2 separate regions of the Anser cygnoides genome follow, and region 2 is linked to region 1. Evidence: chromatin contacts called from public Hi-C data. All regions are on one chromosome and are shown on one strand. Each heading gives the region's core, a stretch centred on a gene start, on an enhancer-like site or on the middle of the called end of the contact. The rest is flanking DNA. Distances are from core to core; before and after follow the strand shown. Region 1 holds the start of C15H7orf50 (chromosome 15 C7orf50 homolog). Region 2 holds the start of ADAP1 (ArfGAP with dual PH domains 1).

Evidence for each region. Hi-C and Micro-C count contacts between places; a contact is called where the count stands out from the background.
Region 2: a Hi-C map of liver shows a contact between it and region 1, with 2.9 times the contacts expected there. The contact joins the promoter of ADAP1 here to the promoter of C15H7orf50 in region 1. A contact is called at or near these places in 2 of 7 Hi-C or Micro-C datasets (both in liver).

What each region holds. Positions count from the first base shown.
Region 1 is chr15:6,022,603-6,025,302 of Taihu_goose_T2T_genome, reverse strand. C15H7orf50 (chromosome 15 C7orf50 homolog) reads right to left here and starts at 1,400. Exons shown (of 5, transcript XM_048063622.2): 1 at 892-1,400; 2 at 226-355. The coding sequence starts at 935.
Region 2 is chr15:6,207,674-6,210,373 of Taihu_goose_T2T_genome, reverse strand. It overlaps ADAP1 (ArfGAP with dual PH domains 1), which reads right to left and starts at 1,413. Exons shown (of 12, transcript XM_048063642.2): 1 at 1-1,413. COX19 (cytochrome c oxidase assembly factor COX19) reads right to left here. Exons shown (of 3, transcript XM_066977484.1): 3 at 1,584-2,122. The coding sequence ends at 2,035.

The DNA of each region.
Region 1 (2,700 bases), core at 151-2,650:
CAGAACAGAGACCGTGTACTCTGAATGCTACAACCACATTCAGAAATCAGACACACCTCATGATTTTGGCTGAGTTTATCTTTCCATTTTCACTCTAGGTAGATCATATCTGAGGAATCACTGCACTGAATCTCGTGGTACGTTCAGGTTCGGTGCTGAACACCACAGGTAATACCACAGGTAACTGTTTTGTTGAATTAAGCAGTCAAAGCTGGGATAACCTACCTGCAGGCTCTGTTTCATTTTCTTTGGCTCACTTTCTGATTCCAGCTCTCCCTTTGGGGCCACGCGCTGCTTTAGCTTTTTCCTTTTTTCCTCCTTCATTTCTTTGCTTTGTGTATTCTTTTTTGCCATTCTGGAACAGAATGTTATGCAATTATAAGCTGCCAAAGTGCAACTAGAACCCTATTTATTTATTTATTTATTTATTTTAGATGCCACTACAAAAGTGCAATTAGGACCCTTTTATTTATTTTAAATAATTTTAATTTATTATACATGCCAGAGAAGCATATACTGACAGGCTACCCTATAACCCCAGCATCTCGAGAGTCACATCTGACTGCCTAACCACACCAACACCCGTTAGCGCCGAACCTGGACCAGCTCGGATGAATTTCCCCTCTTCCCTCAGGATCACGCTCCGGTTGCTCCCCACCGGGACCCCACAGCCTCGGTGCCGCCCGCTCCCGAAGCCGGCACGGCCACGCGGCTCCCGCTCTGCCTGCCGGCGGCCGTTACCCTGCCTTTTACACCGGCACGAGGGCGCGGAGAGGCCCACGGATCCTAAAAGATCCCAAAAGATCCCCGCGGATCCCCCTCAGCCCGCCCCGGCCCGGCCGCCCCTCAGCGGCCACGCGAGGAGCGGGTGCACGCGGCCCCCTCACGCACCTCTCACCCACGCTCCCCGCCGCAGCCCACCCCCTCCCTGCCATTGGCTGCAGCAAACGGACCGGGCGCTCTCGGTTGGCGCTCGGAGCTGCCAATCCGGTAACTGTCCAATAGGAAGGCGAGGTGCGGTGTTGCACGCCCGCTCGGAGGGAGCGTGCTGAGGCCGGGCCCGGCCGGCTTTTTTGGTGTGACGTCAGCTCCGCGCGCCGAGGTGGCCCCCCGGGGAGGGCGGTCCCGATGCGGGAGGGAGGCGTGGCCTCAGCGCTAGCCCCGCCCACCGTTGCCGGGGTGACCGTTGCCAGGGCGACGGCCGCCGGGCCCGGGGCCCACCCGAGGCCTACGGGGCCCACCGAGGCCTGCGGGCCCCGCGGTGCTCCCCCACCCCGGCCCTGCCCAAGCCTGGCCCCGGTGGGCGGCCACCCCCGGCGTCCCCCACACAACCCCGCGCTGCCACCCCCCTCATGGGCTAGCACAGGGGCTTTCGGCTCCCCAGGGGGCGGTGTTGCCTGCTTCAGTCAGCAGACCATAACCACTCCGCGTCTGGAGCAGCCCTGTGGGGCTCTGAGGGCAGGGCACAGGCAGCCGCTGAGGTGTGGGTGGGTGAGAAACATCGCCCAGCACATGGGTTCCTGGAAACCTACCGGCTTCCATTTGCTATAAATACTTACCATGTGCACAAACATCTCCCCGGTGATTTAAGGGCAGGAATATTTACTGAAAACAAATGAGTCACCGGAGCATTTTTAAGTAACAGCCTGACACAGGGGTTTCAGCTTCCAAATGCTTTGACCCCAGTAGTTGAGGTGCCAGCAGACGCTGGCAGCAATAACTCAATAGTATTACACATACCCATGTGAAGAGGTAAACCTTTATACTTCTTTCTCCTGTCCAGACTGAGGGAGGTCACAACCATTGCTATGGTACACTATGTACACTAGTACACTATGGGGAACTCATCGCACAGCTGTCAGGACCCACTGCTGCTCCCCCTGTAAACCCTTCCCCACACCAGGACACACAGCACAGTTTGGGAACACATGTCCAGTTGTATTTTGTACAGAAAGATTATAAAAGTCCCATAACTAGCACTGCGTTAGGAGTGGGTTATGGCACTAGAGCACACAAGATAATCGCTAGGTGGTGGTATCTAAAATTAGAGCCATAATTTAGGCTTTTGTTCCAATGTGAATGGGAAAAGCATGTTTTCTGTGCTTAGAGTGCCTTGAATAACAATCGTTTTATTACACATCCTATTGTGACACCCTGTGGTTAAACACAGTATTACAAATACTGCCAAATCACTATTTAGACCACACGATTGCATAAAACGAGGCTAAATGGAACTAGCAGTGGTAATTTGTACCTGCCAACTTCAGACATAGTTTGGCCAACTATGACCTTCCATATAACTTTAATCATTCTCCAAAAAACATGTCAATGTATGAGAAGAAATCACATTGGACAATAGGGAGTAGCACACTTTTTTTTTGTTGTTCCACATTTGCTAGAAATTCTTATCTTTGCCCTTTCAGATAAAGGGTCTACAAGTCAATACGTTGGTCATTTGTGTTATTCCTGTAAGGGACCATAAATCCACATTTTTTTGGATTATGAATGCTCCCTAAGAATTAAGTCTCTTCAAATAGAAATGAGAAGCACACAACAACCTTCGCACAACTGCAGTAGACCCCCAAGGTTGTATAAGCCATATGTGTTAACTGCAATCATGCGCACATCTCTTGCGCTATTATCAAAGATTATTTTTCCCAGGTCAAATAACACAGCATTCTCAGCTACGTAAACTGCTGT
Region 2 (2,700 bases), core at 164-2,663, 190 kb before region 1:
AACATTACCCCTCTTACTCTGCAGTAACCTGGACGACAGCATCAACTTTCCCAGGAAAAACCTGGGCTGAAATCGTGAAGTAACTGTTGGGTCACATCAGCGTGCAGAGCGACACAGAGAGATGTAACGACCACTGAGAACACCCTGAATGACTCCACCACCACTGGTGGGTTTTCAATCCCTTGTAGGTATAAACGTCACTTCATAATAATTAAGGATCATGGAAGCGTGAAATTTGATTTCTTTCTTCTGAAGATGCAGGAGATTATTTTAATAATTCTTACTCAGTATCACCAACAGAAAGCTCTTGTTCAGTGGTTTAATATAAAGCCTTTTAATATCTGTTTCAGCAATAAAATCTCTGCTTTCTATAAATGTACTAATATCACCAGAAGATACAATTTAACCAGTGGAATGAAGCAGAATAAAAATATGCAGCAGGGACCGAACATTCTTTTCAAATGGGGACCTGCTCTGAACTATCTGTAGTCTGTTCAACCAGATTAGACCCAAGCAACAATTTAAATCTCATCTCCACCCCTCAATATGAAGAGCAGAAAATATTCCTTCACCCTTTCCTGGATGTCTAGGAACACAGAGATGCAGAGAGAGGAGCAGAACCAAAAAGAGTAGAAACAGAGCATAGAAATGGCAGGATGGATCAAACAGAGGACACCAAATAAAGGAGAGCGTAAAACTGCCTTGGCAAACCGTGTGCGCGTCCCTATCTGCAGGCCCTGCCCCTAAACCTTGCTGTTGGGAGAGCAAGATACAGAAAGAAATGATTTGATGGGTTTAAAACAAACAAACAAAAAGGGTGTGGTCTGGAAAGACAGTGAAAATACATCCAGAAGATTTGTGAATCTATTGACTGCCTGAAACACATTTCCAGGGGAGCTAACAGGCCAAGTTATTTTGGCCTAAACTCAGTATCAATTAAGAAAGACTCATTTGCATTAAAAATAGTATTAGCTCTGATAATTTATGGTAAGTTGTACAAACACCTTCAAGGGATCTCAAAGCCATACTCAGATGTGATTTAAAATCTACCGTACAGGCTGGTGCATCGCATTCTCAAAGTAAGGGCTGCACCTATGTGTTTTGGAATGAAATACTCTATTTCCTAGATAAATAGCTTCAATCTATTTAAGATTTTTTGTTTGGTTTTGACATAACTCATGTTTTTAAAAGAAAAAGTCCAGCCACATTTATAAGTACAACTCACGTTTACTTCGAAGACTAATAAGCATCATTGCCATCTGCACTCCGATGACCGACGGATGTGAAAAAGCATACGGCAGCTCTGAGTGAAGAAATGAAGATGCACATAATGAACACCTGCTGGTTAAGTGATGAAGTAAAGTTAGGTGAACATTGTTGGCACAGCAAAAAAAAGCAAAATCACTACTGGCGACCCAACTACAGACTCGTGTCTGGAATTACAAATAATCTGCCAACAGCAATGAAGGTAAGAAGACTGGAAGAAAGACCCACAAAAAACAAACCCAAGTATTTTCTATAGCTGGGTGAGAAGGAGATCAGCCTAAAGGTAGGAATTAATTCCAGTATTTAATAAAAAGCAATTTGCAAGTACCACAACAGCTTTATTTCCACCTGACAAGTAACTGCTGTAAGCATACTAGTAACACCACATGTAAGACTACAGTTCGAGATCTACACAATAAAGGTGGGGGGTTTTGTTTGTTTGCTTTTGTTTTTTAAAAACAAGAGTTTACTGTTTTTGCAGAGGCGTGGAGAACACTTCAGGCAGCAGTTGTTTTCTCCCAGGTAAAGTTCTCATGGATCTTCAAGAGTAGACTAGAGAATTTAAAAGAAAAAAAGCTAAGAAATACTTCAGGAAAGTAAACAAAGGCAGTCCTTTCCGAAGTGAGCAAAATGTTATTTTAGGAAAGAATATTTTGGAAGAAAGGTTCCGTCACGAAACACTTCCTATTGCAATACGCACAGAAGTACAATATGTACTACGTAAGAGTTGTGCTTTCCATACACGAAGAGCAAAGTTGTCTTTCTTCATTATGACTTCTCAGGTTTTGCTTCTGATTTCTCATCTATCAGATCTTTAAATCCCAATTTTTCCAGTGGTTCGTTAGCCATAAGTTGCCTAAGTTAAAAACAACAGAACAAAAACGTTTTGCAGAACACAGTCTGTAACCAAGAGAACAACAGCATTTTCTATTTCACTTCGTGTTATTTCCTGTAAAGAAATCCAAGACATCTGTAGAGTGACTGTCACTTGGCAAAGCCTCAGAAACCTCAGTCTGGGGAAAGCAACATTCACACACATACACATATATACGTATATATATACACATACACACACAATCGGAAAATTGCTGTTAAAATGAGTGTGTTGTTGTCTTCTGATATTAGATATTGAAAGAGTTTTCTCAGAAGCTGACCTTTTGGTTAACTTAATTAACAGACTCTGTAAGAGCTTACTAAGATTCTACTTGTGTCATTTACTGCATTTCTAAGCGAACGTGGTTTACAACATCGGTGGTGCTATTATACTTTGCTGCTGTGCTTTTCCCGTTTGGGTTTGCAGCCTCACCACCTGCCCATGCAATACCCGGGTATCTCAGCGCCCTTAGTAACACCCCCGTCCGTTTCCCGAAGGGCGCCCAGCCTCACCACAGAGCAGAACCCACTGCAAATCAAAGCCAGAACGGCGACACCCCT